Regions from separate parts of the Zea mays genome. Here region 2 is linked to region 1. A link is a contact called in public Hi-C data. All regions are on one chromosome and are shown on one strand. The core of a region is the stretch at or near the end of the contact, and the rest is flanking DNA. Distances in the headings are between cores, read along the strand shown. Region 1 holds the start of LOC100279219 (Nucleobase-ascorbate transporter 12). Region 2 holds the start of LOC100382780.

Region 1 (7,206 bases), core at 3,134-5,633:
CCAACTTGAGAGGAAAATAAAACGTTTAAGGTCCGACCGAGGTGGAGAATATTTCTCTAATGTGTTCGATGAGTTCTGCGTGGAACATGGTATTATTCATGAGAGGACACCGCCATTCTCACCACAATCCAATGGGATTGCTGAAAGGAAAAAACGCACTCTAACAGACTTGGTGAATGCCATGTTGAGTACAGCGGGATTATCCAAGGCATGGTGGGGTGAGGCGATTTTGACAGCATGTCATGTCCTGAATAGAGTTCCAACAAAGAACAAAGAGATCACTCCATTTGAGGAATGGGAAAAGAGAAGATTAAATCTCTCATATTTGCGCACTTGGGGTTGCTTGGCTAAAGTGAATGTGCCAATCAACAAAAAGCGTAAACTTGGGCCTAAAACTGTTGATTGTGTATTCCTTGGGTACTCTTTTCACAGCACTGGGTATAGGTTCTTAATTATAAAATCTGATGTGCCTGATATGTATGTTGATACTATCATGGAATCAAGAGACGCAACATTTTTTGAGAATGAGTTTCCCATGAAGAATACACCTAGTGATATAAGTCATGAGACTATAATTCCCCATGAGCACGAACTGTCGATTCCTATAGATCATGCTGAGGATTCTCAGGTGCACATCCCTGAGGAGGATGACACTATAGTCACTCGAAAGAGCAAGAGACAGAGGGTTGCAAAATCCTTTGGTAATGACTTTATAGTGTACCTTGTGGAAGACACACCAACTACCATTAGTGAGGCATATTCCTCTCCTGATGCTGACTTATGGAAGGAAGCAGTAAGGAGTGAGATGGAATCTATTATGTCTAATGGAACTTGGGAGGTCGTTGACCGTCCTTATGGTTGTCAACCTATAGGTTGCAAATGGATCTTCAAGAAAAAGCTTAGGCCTGATGGTACAATTGAGAGGTACAAGGCAAGGCTTGTGGCCAAAGGATATACCCAAAAGGAGGGTGAAGATTTCTTTGATACCTACTCACCAGTGGCTCGATTGACTACAATTCGCACATTAATAGCCGTGGCAGCCTCTTATGGTCTTACCATTCATCAGATGGATGTTAAGACAGCTTTCCTAAATGGAGAGTTGGATGAGGAGATCTATATGGATCAGCCAGAAGGGTTTATTGCGGATGGTCAAGAGAACAAAGTGTGCAGGTTGATAAAATCATTGTATGGCCTAAAACAAGCACCTAAGCAATGGCATGAAAAATTTGATAATACCCTTACAGCAGCTGGCTTTGTTGTAAATGAATCTGACACGTGTGTATACTATCGGTATGGTGGGGGTGAGTCTGTTATGCTGTGCCTTTATGTTGATGACATTTTGATCTTTGGATCAAATCTCAATGTGATTGAGGAAGTTAAAAATCTTCTATCGAGCAATTTCGAGATGAAAGATTTGGGAGAAGCTGATGTCATTCTAAACATCAAGCTTGTTAGAGAAGCTGATGGTGGGGTAACTTTGTTACAATCCCATTATGTGGAAAAGGTATTGAGTCGCTTTGGTTTTAGTGACTGTGATCCTGCTCCAACACCTTATGACCCCAGTGTGCTATTAAGAAAGAATCGGAGAATAGCAAGGGATCAATTGACATACTCCCAGATCATTGGCTCGCTCATGTACCTTGCAAGTGCAACAAGGCCAGACATCTCTTATGCTGTGAGTAAGCTAAGTCGGTTTGTGTCGAAACCAGGAGATGATCACTGGCGTGCTCTTGAGAGAGTGTTGCGATATTTGAAAGGTACTATGACATACGGTATTCATTATACCGGAAACCCAAAAGTGCTGGAAGGCTATTGTGATGCCAACTGGATTTCTGATGCCGATGAGCTTTATGCCACAAGCGGATATGTGTTTCTGTTTGGAGGTGGCGCTGTTTCCTGGAAGTCTTGCAAGCAGACTATCTTGACAAAGTCTACAATGGAAGCAGAACTTGCAGCATTAGACACTGCTGGGGCTGAGGCCGAGTGGCTTCGTGATTTCCTATTGGACTTACCGGTAGTTGAAAAACCGATACCGGCTATTTCCATGAACTGTGACAACCAAACGGTGATTACAAAGGTTAACGGTTCTAGGAATAACATGAAGTCTACAAGGCATGTTAAGAGGAGATTGAAATCTGTCAAAAAGTTGAAAAACTTCGGAGTTATAACTGTGGATTATGTCCACACATCAAATAATCTGGCAGATCAATTTACTAAGGGTCTATCACGCAATGTGATAGAAAGTGCATCGAGGGAAATGGGTATGAGACCCATGTGAGATCTACTCTAGTGGTAACCTGCTCTATGTGATCGGAGATCCCGTGAAGTAGAGTGGAGAAACAAGCTAGGAGTAGATTGTGAGGAAAGATCCCTTCTTTAACTCATTTCTGATGCACATCTTTCCTATCTGTAAGGCAGGATGGTTTTTACCTTAATGTATTCCAAGAGTCTTATAAAGGTGAGATGTTGTCCTACAGAACATCTTCTGAGGAATACACCTATATGAGTCAGACTGCTAGTCACAGTCTATGGGATTTGGGTAATCCCTAAATACTCATGAAAGGCACTGAAGTGTGACTTATATGCTTCTAAACAGCGGGAATACCCTTCTGCAGCCTAGTATCAGCAAAGGATTTGAGTGAATCTTATTTCGCACAAAACTGTCAATTCAAGGCATAGTCCATTGTTCAGTTGTGAATGAGTGAAACTCTTATTCTAGATGGATGTTCAACTTAACAGTCTCCATCGAAACACTGGTATATCAAAAAATTGTGATTCTGATACTTCATCATTACAAACCCTAGAGTTTGGTGGGAATTGTTGGATCTTTTATGGGCTTGGCCCATTTATTGAATAAACTCTATGGTGTGTAATGGTGGAGAATACCAATAGTACCACATTGGAAGTCCAAGGGTCTTTTGCCTTGACTTATATGGTGGGATTTATTCCACTTAACTTGAGAAGTCAAGAAATGGACAAGGGCGTGCCACACGCGCGCGCGCGCCGCCGCCGCCGGCGGCCGGGCCGGGCGTGGCGTGGCGTGGCGAGGCGAGGCAGGCAGGCAGGCGAGCGGGCGTGGCGTGGCGTGGCGTGGCGTGGCGTGGCGTGGTTGTGTTAATTTTTAGCACTCACTAACCGCGTACGTCAGCCGAGTGACCCTGTCTCTTCGTCTGCCGAGTGACCCTGTCTCTTCGCCAGCCAGCCGAGTGACCCGTCTCCTTCAGAATCCGACTTATGGCGTGACTCGGCAAGAGCTGGCCGACTCATGGCATAACTCGGCTAGAGCTGGCCGACTCTTGGCGTGACTCGGCGACCTTTCTCCTTCAGCTTCCCTCTGCGAGAGGTTAAATAGAGGAGCACCCCTGTCACTCGGTACACGCGAGAACACACTTTCAGTCTCACAGTCCAGCCGCCGAGTGAGGGTATTTCCATCTCGTGACTCTGCGCGCACAGAGAAGCGAGAGGGCAGGTGCCTCCGAAGCCGGTGCCGTTCGAGACCTTGCACGGGGGATCGGCAATTAGGTTTTTTGGGAGCGTCTACGCGACTGCCCAAAACATCTCCAACATGACAAAAGAAGCTGGTCAAGGATCTGGATCATCAGAGCGCATCGGAGGGTATGATCAGTTTATTTACTTACTGTTTTACGTTCTGCAGATTACATATGATTCATATGTTCACCTCTGCAGTTTCATATGTAGTCATGTATTTATCTCTTCTGTTCTGTCATTTTATAATATGTTATATTTGTTTGTTTTAGTTTTACAGTCATGCTGTTTATATTGCTATCTACTTATTTTTAGTTGTTCCGTAATAATTCATGAACCATGTTTATATACTTATTTTATTTACATGCTTTATGTTCCCTTGATCCATATTGGTATGGATCAATTTAAGATCACGATTTCTATGGTTAATTATTTATATGTCATCATCATAATGTTAATTTATGGAATTAAAATAATACGGAAAATGCCTATAATTCTAACATATATACTAAATGTTTTATATTAAGTCATACATAATATTTATATAAATTTTTAGATCATACAAAACGAATTTGATATCGCGCGCAGGGTCGCGCGATATACACTAGTATTTGTTTAATTTTAGGTATAGTGAACTATAGCTGCCAAACACCCAGAGTACGACCTCACCGCCTCACAGTCGCGCATGCAGCACCACTCGTCACATGAGTGCATGACCCGCGTCGGAAAACCACACCCGTCACACTTGACCCTATCCCGATTTCAAACGCACGCCGCGCATAGCCCGCAGCCCCGCACCCGCAACGTCTTCTGACGCCGCGGACCCCGCCCGCCCGCGTCCGCAGAATCTCCGCATCAGCCTCCGCACGCACGGATTTGTAAGCATCCCACATCCAGCAAGAGTCCACCTCACTGCCTCCGCCCGCCCCTCCGCCACGGCGCCCACCCACCGCCACTCCCCTAAAACCCTCACCACCGCCACGGCGCCACCCCCGCTTTCTAGTACCATTCCCTAAGCGCCGCCGCTCGCCCGCGGCGGTACCCCGTCCTCGCGATGTCGTCGACCTCCGGCGCTCTGCCGCAGCCTCGCCGCGGGCGTCCCGGTCCCTGGCCCCCGGCGCCGCCCCCGCAGCCGCAGGCGCAGCCGCTCTCCTGGGCTAAGCGCACAGGTTTCCAGTCCCGCGTCTCCGGCGAGTCACTGCCTTCGTCTTCCGCCCACAACTCCGGTCAGGCCCCCCTCCCTCGCCCTGCTGAGGCCCCTTCCGATCTGGAGTCGGGCCCGCCGGCCCGGCCCAGCTCCACCCTCCCGGCCCCTCCGGCCGCCGCGGGAAATGGCGAGCGGCAGCATCCCCCACCGCCGCCTCCTCAGGCGAGGACGAGGAGGAGGGACTCCGATAGCGGAAGGCCGAATGGGCAGATAGCCGCGCCTTCGCTTCCGCAGCTACAGGAGGAGGAGGAGGCGCCGGAGCGGCCGGCTCATGTGAAGTACGAGCTCCGTGACACTCCAGGAATATGTGAGTACCCGACGGAGGAAGAGAAATGTGCACGGGCGATGTGTGCTATGGGTAATGATGGACGGTGCATTGATTTAATCGGTTTTAAGCTGCGTTGCAGTTCCTCTGGTGGTATACGGATTCCAGCATTATATTTCCATGGTCGGTTCAATCATCCTGATTCCTCTCGTGATGGTCCCTGCTATGGGTGGCTCGGCTGTGAGTTCTGGAATTGAATTTGTTGTATCTCGTGCACCATTACTGATTTATTGGGTTTCTTACTGAATACTAGGTTATATTTGGTCGTGTTTGGGTCAGGATGACATGGCGGCAGTGGTATCCACAGTGTTGCTCGTCACCGGGGTGACTACATTGCTGCACATGTTTGTTGGAACGAGACTGCCACTTGTGCAGGGTCCATCCTTTGTATACCTGGCTCCTGCGCTTGCGATCATCAACTCACCAGAATTATTTGGGATCAATGATAATGTATGCACGAATTTTTGTGTCTTATGTTGTTGCATGCCTAGAACATGGCAAATGTTTCAGTCATGCAAGGCCTGTTTGTTTTCTACTAGCAGTCCTGACTGAGCTTAACAATTTGCATTTCATTGCAGAATTTTAAACACATAATGAAGCACCTGCAGGGAGCTATAATAATTGGAGGTGCATTCCAAGTGTTTTTGGGATACACAGGCCTCATGTCACTATTTCTTAGGTCTACCTCCTTTTCTTTTGATAAAATATAAACCCGTTTTCTTATCCCTTTACGTGCGCAAATCATTATTTAATGCAAAACATGATTGGCCTTAGTAGTGAATCAATAAAAAAATGTTTTTGGTGGCATACACACTTAGGATATATAAGGTTTGACCTGAAGTTTTGTTCTGATTTCTGAATGCCAAATATCTGAAGTATATAACAACTTTTGCATGAGCTTGAAACCATCTAACATGGCCATACAGTAGGAGCAATGCACATACATATTGTTGAATATTGATGGCTTAAAAGCTACAAGGATCATTGTTGTTATGGGTTGGCCGCTTTGTGTTGGTTTCTAAGTGTAATTGTGTAAACTGTTTGTCTCCCAGACATAAACATCTTTTCATGTTTCTGTAACTGATGAATAGAATTACTCATGTGCCTCGTCTTTTTGTTGTATAATTCACCATATGTTACAGTGACAAGTAGTAATACTCAGGGTGATATATATCTTATTTGTGTGATTTGTCTTCATCTGCTTATTTCAGGTTGATAAATCCAGTTGTTGTCTCGCCAACAGTGGCAGCTGTTGGGCTTTCATTTTTCAGTTATGGTTTCACGAAAATTGGGACATGTATAGAGATGGGAATTCTGCAGTTATTGATGGTGGTTATTTTTGCACTTGTGAGTATGCAGGAAATCATTTTTAGACACAATGTGATATAATGCAAATAACACATTTTTTGTCCTTTTTCTGACCATTATCTATTTAACTTGTGACAGTACCTCCGGAAAATAAAGCTATTTGGGTACAGAGTGTTTCTTATTTATGCGGTAAGATTTTCTCTTATGAAGTTATGATGTTGATTGAATGTGTGGATCTGTGCTGCATGCTGGTTGATATGAGAGGCTAATTTCTGAACTACTGATGCTGCCTCTTTAGGTTCCTCTTGGATTAGGAATCACATGGGCTGTTGCTTTCGTTCTCACAGCAACTGGAGTTTATAGCTACAAAGGTTGTGATGCAAATATTCCTGCCTCAAATAATGTATCAGCCTTTTGTCGGAAGCATGTATTGAGGATGAGATCTTGCCGTGTAGACACTTCGCATGCCTTAAGATCTTCACCCTGGTTCAGATTTCCCTATCCATTGCAGTGGGGAACTCCAGTTTTTTCCTGGAAAATGGGCCTTGTGATGTGTGTTGTATCAGTTATTGCTTCTGTTGATTCTGTAAGTTGATGACTCCTCTGAAGTTTGATCCTAACTACAATATTTTGCACGGTGTCTTTAAGTTTCATAATAAATTTGCACTGCATTATGTGGATTGGATCTGCCCCAGTAGCACACTACCTTCATTTGTAAACTCCTTTATCAACTTGGCATAGGCCTTCTTCTTGGGCACATGTTTTGCTCTGCTAATGGTTCCTGGAAATTAGCTAGCTTAGTAACGACAGTGTCTTCTTATAATTAAAAGTTCAGAAGCAACCATTTGACTCCAGTATACTTATTGTTCAAGTTTGTCTC
Region 2 (7,206 bases), core at 1,532-4,031, 160 kb before region 1:
TGAAGAATGATAAATTTTAAATGAATTTTGGTGTGCCAATTCTGTATTACTATCCCAAAACTAAGCCACACCAGCAAAAGTTTGTGCAGTCAAATCTCTATGACATCACCTAAATCTCTTCTCGTCACATCAATCTTACAAGTTACAACAATACATAATCCAGAAATGGGAAACTGCGATTCAGGTCTTCACATTGTGGAATTAGATGGAACTAAACCTTCTTGGGCTGCCATTGTCTACTTGTAACAAAGCATACACTATCATTTGTTTTAAACATTATTTTACAAAATGGTAATCAAGAACAATCCAGAATAAGCACAAGGATATGTATAGCCTTGCTAATCTCCTAACTGCAGTTTGCAAGAACTAGAATTTGAAATTTGCCAAATAGTTTGAAACCTCTGGTAACAATACAATGTGGCATGCTGCTCGAAAAAGTGATAATAAATGAAAACACAAACCTCAAGCCTAATAAGAACATTTCTGTTTTGCAGAATTCTCTTATCCCATTCAGCTATTGCGGTGGCATGTTTCCTGAATTTTGCAGTACGGTCTTGAAGCTCATTGTTCCAGTCCCTAATAATCTACAACACAGACAATTGCATGAGCGTGGTTAGTTACAGAAATGAAGTATTCAGCAAGCAGATTCTCTAGCCTCCAGCATATCACCGATACAAAAAAAACGCCAAAGTGAAAATCAGCTAGCTGCAATTTAAACAGATTAGTGCAATACCTCCTCAACATTTTTGCCAACAATTTCTGATGGTAGCTTAGGTGCTTGGGATGCTGCTGGAGTGATAGATGTAGTAGTAGTCGGACTGCACAAAGTAAATGAAAAATATCAGTTCAGAATCAAGAATTAGTAGTAGACATAGACTAAGAAACTTGTACAACCCTGTGCTGCTGACTTGAACAGCTGAGGAAGTTGCTTGAGTTGTGGTGCTGGTGGCTGATGAGCTAGCAGCAGTAGTAGAAACACCTAGTATAAGAAAAACATACAAGTATAATGGTTAGTATAGTGAAGGTACAATAATGTTGGGACCTGAAGCAATGATGTAGATTCATTTGAGATGTTATTATGTTCTACAAACTGGAGGCTGTAACTTCGTGTGTGAATATGATGCTGTAACAATGATGACATTGGGACCAAATCCAGAAGCATAATAATTGGTTCAAACCAGACACGTAGGCATGGTAAAATACCGCTGAACCTCAGTCATCGTCTCATTGAAGACATAAAATTGAAGAACTGCAGATGGTGAATAACCATGTAAGCTCACCAAATGCCAGTGTGGGAGATGAGGTAGAAGCTGGGGTAGTTGTTTGAAGATTAAAATTTGGAAACCCCGTTGTTCCAGTCAAAGGAGCCGTGGTTGTCATGCCTGCAGATGTAGAAGCACTTGTGACAGTGGTGGTAGTGGCAGTAGCTGCAGCTGCTGATGATGATGGCGCAACTGCAAAACTAAAACCACTGGTAGAAACAGCTGGGAACGACGACCCAGATGCTGCAGAAGCTGCAGCCGCTGATGGCACAGTGGAGGAACCAGTTGCAAACACAGAGGCTAAAGTTGGTGTAGAAGCTGCCGAAGATGAACCAAAGGAAAATCCAGGCGTAGTGACAGACGAGCTACCTATTGCACTGGTAGAGAACAATGAGGGAGCAGGTGCAGCCTGCGAAGTGGCCAAGGAGAAGCCAGTGGAGGACGAGGACGCCGGTGTGGTTAGTGTGGTGGCGGATGATGAAAACAAAGAAGGAGCCGTGTTCGCGGTCGTCGCGCTTCCTGATGATGGTGTAAAGCCAAACGATGGGGCGGAAGCGGTTGTTGCTGGCGAAGAAGAGAACCCAAAGGATGGCGTGGTGGTCGCAGCAGACGCTGGAGAAGAAGCGGTGGTGGTACTGAAGAGGGGCGCAGAGGTGGTGGACCCGAACAGCGACGAGCCAGTGGCGCCGCCAAACCCTAAAGCCGGTGCTGATGTCGGCGTGGATGCAGTGCTTGACGCGGCCGGCCCCGAGTTGAACGAGAAGCCAAATGATGGTGCCGGGGCGGCGGCCGTGGTAGTGGTGGAACCGGACGCCGACGAGCCAAAGCTAAATCCCGTGGCCCCTCCAGAGAAGAGGCTTGGAGTGGACGCAGCAGAAGAGGCGGCGCCGAACGGACTAACTGTCGCCGCCGTGGAAGAGGTGGCCCCGAATGGGCTCGGGGTGGTCGCTGCGGAGGAAGTCCCGCCGAATAGGCCCGAGGTGCCACCGAACAGACTCGGGGAGGTTGCCGCAGAGCCAGTGGCGGACGCACCGAAGAGGCCGGGGCTGCTTGCGGCAGTGGAGGTGGCGCCGAAGAACCCAGGGCTGCTTGCGGCGGAGGTAGCAGCGCCGAATAAGCTAAGGGTTGTTCCAGCGGAGGATGCGGGCGTTGCACCGAAAAGGGATGGCGCGGACGCGGCCGATGAGGCCGCCGCCATGGACTGACCGAACGAGAAGGTGGATCCGAATCCGAAAGCGGGAGAGGAGGCGGGTGCGGCGGCGGCGGACGAGGCCCTGAACAGGGAGGACCCAAAAGTTGGAGCAGAAGAAGCGGCGGCGGAGGATGAGGAGAAGAGGGAGGAGCCAAAGGCGGGGGCAGGGGAGGAGGCAGACGCCGGCTGGGAGAAGGAGAAGGCTGATGGGGTGGAGGAGAAGGGGGAGGAGGCCGTGGAGCCCGCGGTCGCGGAGCTGCCGAAACCGAAGGAGGTCGCCATTGCTGGGGCGGGGATGATTTGGGCGAGATTTTAGCGTGGTTCTGCCGCTGCTGGCTCCAGCTCCACGGCCGAACGGCTTATGAAAAACGTTGTTTGGACTACATATGTCAACAGGGACCGATACCTGATAATCCGTGGGGAATTTCTTTTTTAGGGCACGAGATAAAAATTGTCGACCGTCGACTGTTATTACACACTAGCGACTTCACCAGCGACGAGGAGCACCGTCGACTGCTAAAAGCCTAGGACGACGATGACGACCATGGATCCTCAGACGCCAACGAACTCAGATGGTGACCAAAGAAGGTGAGGAGACTCCATTTCTCCATTTCTTCTATTGGTCCAAAAGTACTGATTTTTTTTGATGGATGAATGAATAGATCATGGTTCATGGTTGAGTGTTTGCTGATGTGGTGATGTCTAAAATTTGCATAGTTTGTGCTTGCTGTTAGTACCTAGTTATCCCTTAATTGGGGGATGGGGACCCATTGGGGACCCGAAACCCGAATGGGAATGGGTATGGGGATGGAGATAGGTATAGGGATAGTTCAAACATAATGGGGATGACCGGATGAGTATGGTATGCTATAAACCGGTCGGGAATTCCCCATTGACATCGTTAGTTTGGACGTTGTTTGGACTTTAGGCGAGGAAGTATTTGATACCTGCCTCACCAACTATTCAGACTCGGTGTATATTTGGATCCAGTAGTGCTCGGCAACACGTCGTCGCTCTTTTGGTGTTCCCGGGCTCGACAACTCGTCTGAAAAGTGAGATTTGCATATGAAGGTTTGCTAACAGCACACACCTCGATAAAAAACGTTGATGTCCTCACATTCCTCAACTCACCCTCGTCTGTGACTTAACCCTAACTTCTTCTAGAGGCTCCTCCTTCCAGCGTCGTCAAGCTCCTTCGTCGAAGGTCCTCCCCTGCAATGTTGACGAGGAGAAGAAGAGAATAGTGGTTGAGCTCGCCGCATTCGATCAACTCAACAAGCTGCCGCCAGCTGCCGTCGTTGGTAAGGATTCATCCTCCTCCCCCATGGTCAACGGTGTAGCCTTCGGTATGGATTCTTCCTCCTCCACTCGATCTCCTCCAACGATGTCCACCGAATAGCCTCACTCATGGAGCACTTCGACCATCACCACTCAAGCGTCATCAGCATCAACTGTGTCTATAACAGACGCAATACTTTTTTAAGAACTAAATTTAGTTGTACTGAATGTTTGTAGAACCTTAGCTAAACTGAATCGAGTATGGTGGCATGAACTGAATTGGGTACTAAAATGGATGCTCTGTTTCTTTTGTTTTGCAGTATGCTAGGAACAAAGAGGTCTATACTGGCCTTAAAGACGTCATTGAAGAGATGTAGAAAGTAGTGTTGATTTTGAAGGCATTGTTTATTGACTACATTGTTCTGACCCTTCTTCAAATAAAGAGATTTTGGTGAACCAATTGATGTGGTGCGTTCATGAGCTTTCTCAATCACTAGATGAAGCATCGTATCGATTTGTACTCATCTAGGTTGGTCCTTCACCACCCTTGTCTGAGTATTTTGACAACAACAACAACTCAGACGATGAAGCCCACACGATGAATGGTGGGGAATGGGCTTTGGAAGATGTCAATTTTGAAGAGATTCAAGATCATATGAGGAACTAGAATTTGGGAGGCAATGCTTAGCACATTGACTGCTTGTAGTATTTGTGTTATAAGATATCTAGTAGGTCTTTTGTGATGTAGTCAATCTGCTGTAAGGCATGAGCTAGATATTAAGCTATGTGAATGTGTTGCTCGTATCTATGGAAGACTTGAACATAACTATGGAATGAACTCGGTTTGTCAAGAGGTTCGGTTCAGTTTGTCAGGTTGAATGGCGTATGTATTATCTTAGTTTGTCAACATGTTCAATTTAGTTTCCTGATGCTTTAGATCAATGAACATGTGCAACTAAATTGGCTTGATTCATTGTTGTTTTTGTCGACAAAAGGAACAATCGGGTTCTTCAAACAAATATTGCAGGTTCACGTTGGTTGACACATATTGCAGGTTCACACATATTACACAGATATTGCAGGTTCACACAAATATTGCAGGTTCACATAGTTTACACTGATATTACAGGTTCACACAGATATTTCAATCACACGAATTACACATGTTCTTCAAATATATATTGTAGTTTCACATGTTCACACATAGTTTCATACAGGTTCAATCAAACGGCAACATCAGTGAAAGCTCTCTTCTTCTTCAGCGTTGTCGGAGAGGAAATCTCCGACCGGGTGGCGGAGTGCACCCGCCCTAAATCCTAAGATGAGGAGGGGCCTAAGCGTTTTGCTTGTTGCGAGATTAAGGAATGAACACAAAAACACGCAAGAGTTTTGAAAGGGAAATGTGCCCTTGGGCCATTTCTATTATATTTTGGTGATTAAGTGTCCAACACATAGTGAGTAAGTTATTATGTGCAAAATGAAGAGAGAAGTGCAAATTATGTAACAAGGTACGTTTCTAGACTTAGTACATTGGTTTGAGTACTAACATGTTTTGTCTAAATGCTAGAAACAGAGAAAAGAGAAGAAGAAAAGGACTTGGCTCTAAGCAGCCAACACTCAGCTCAGTCTGGCACACAGGACTGTCCGGTGGTGCACCGGACAGTGTCCGGTGCGCCAGGCCAGCCTCCGGCGAACTGGCCGCTCTCAGGAGATTTTGGCGGCGTACGACTATAATTCACCGGACTATCCGGTGGTGCACCGGACTGTCCGGTGAGACATCGGCCGCCAGCGCAACGGTCGGCCGCGCAATCCGCGGGCGACGCGTGGCCCGCGCCAACGGTCGGCTGGGTGCACCGGACAGTGTCCGGTGCGCCAAACCAGCCTGGAGTTGCAACGGTCGGCTGCGCCAAATTAGAAAGGAGATCCGCACCAGACATGCTACAGTGATTGTCCGGTGGTGCACCGTACTGTCCGGTGCACCACCCGACAGAAGGAAACTTCGGCCTTCTTTGTTGGCCTCCAACGGCTCCTAGCTGCCTTAGGGCTATAAAAGGGACCCCTAGGCGCATGGAGGAGTAACCCAAGCATTCACTAAGCAATCCAATACTCCCACACTCCGTCTTCGCGCACTTAATCGATCGTGTTAGTGATTTGAGCTCCGTTCTAGTTGTGAACTCTCTGTGTTTCATTTTGAGCTTAAGTCTTGGCTTGTGTGAGTGTGTGTGTTGCGGATTTATGTGTGTTTCTCCCCAACCTTACTCCGTGCTTTCTTTGTGATCAATCTTGTAAGGGCGAGAGGCTCCAACTTGTGGAGATTCCTCGCAAATGGAAAAAGATATAAGGAAGAATACCGTGATATTCAAGTTGATCATTGGATCACTTGAAAGGGGTTGAGTGCAACCCTCGTCCATTGGGACGCCACAACGTGGAGGTAGGCAAGTGTTATACTTGGCCGAACCACGGGATAAACCATTGTGTCTCTTGTGTTGTCTTTCCTTGTGATTATTGTGATTCGCAAGAGATCACTCTATAGCCACTTGGTTCTATTGCACTAACATCTTTATAACCAAGTTTTGTGGCTATTAGTTGTTGATTTTTACAGGATCACCTATTCACCCCCCCTCTAGGTGCTCTCAATTGGTATCAGAGTCGTTCTCTTCACGTAAGGGACTAATCGCCCGAAGAGATGGATCCTAAGGGAAAGGGGATGGTGGTCAACGACAAGGAGAAGGAGTCTTTCCTCAACGAGCCTAGAGATGACAAGCCAACCGACTCAGGCTCGAGTCATAAGAAAGGAGATGGAAAGAAGAAGAGGCGCATCAAGAAGATCGCCTACTACGACAGCGATGAATCTTCCTCTTCACCAAGAGACGATGATGACGAGAAAAAGAAACCAGTTAATTCAAATTATTCATTTGATTACTCTCGTATTCCTTTTAATTCTAATGCTCAATTGCTTTCAATTCCTCTTGGTAAACCTCCACACTTTGATGGAGAGGACTACTCTTTTTGGAGTCACAAAATACGTAGTCATCTATTCTCTCTCCATCCTAGTATTTGGGAGATAGTTGAAAATGGAATGCAATTTGATAGTACAGATAACCCTGTGTTTATTAACGAGCAAATCAATAAAAATGCACAAGCTACCACTGTTTTACTAGCGTCTTTGTGCAGGGATGAATACAACAAGGTGAGCGGCTTGGACAACGCCAAGCAAATCTGGGACACCCTCAAAATATCACACATGAGGGAAACGATGCCACCATGATCACCAAAATGGAGTTGGTGGAAGGCCAGCTGGGAAGGTTCGCTATGATCAGGGGAGAGGAGCCAACACAGGCGTACGACAGGCTCAAGACCCTGGTCAACAAGATTAGGAGCTATGGGAGCACGAGATGGACGGACCACGATGTCGTCTGACTTATGCTTAGGTCTTTTACTGTTATTGACCTTCATCTTGTGAACCTCATCCGT

What was found. Hi-C and Micro-C count contacts between places; a contact is called where the count stands out from the background.
Region 2: a contact with region 1 is called in a Hi-C map of tassel, with 2.5 times the contacts expected there. The contact joins the promoter of LOC100382780 here to the promoter of LOC100279219 in region 1. A contact is called at or near these places in 5 of 25 Hi-C or Micro-C datasets (bundle sheath, ear, leaf and 1 more).

The regions. Positions count from the first base shown.
Region 1 is chr8:173,446,937-173,454,142 of Zm-B73-REFERENCE-NAM-5.0, reverse strand. It overlaps LOC100279219 (Nucleobase-ascorbate transporter 12), which reads left to right and starts at 4,383. Exons shown (of 10, transcript NM_001152243.1): 1 at 4,383-5,000; 2 at 5,101-5,198; 3 at 5,298-5,468; 4 at 5,597-5,697; 5 at 6,230-6,365; 6 at 6,465-6,515; 7 at 6,625-6,912. The coding sequence starts at 4,541.
Region 2 is chr8:173,605,573-173,612,778 of Zm-B73-REFERENCE-NAM-5.0, reverse strand. LOC100382780 reads right to left here and starts at 2,781. Exons shown (of 9, transcript NM_001175489.2): 1 at 1,281-2,781; 2 at 895-979; 3 at 734-818; 4 at 462-584. The coding sequence starts at 2,736.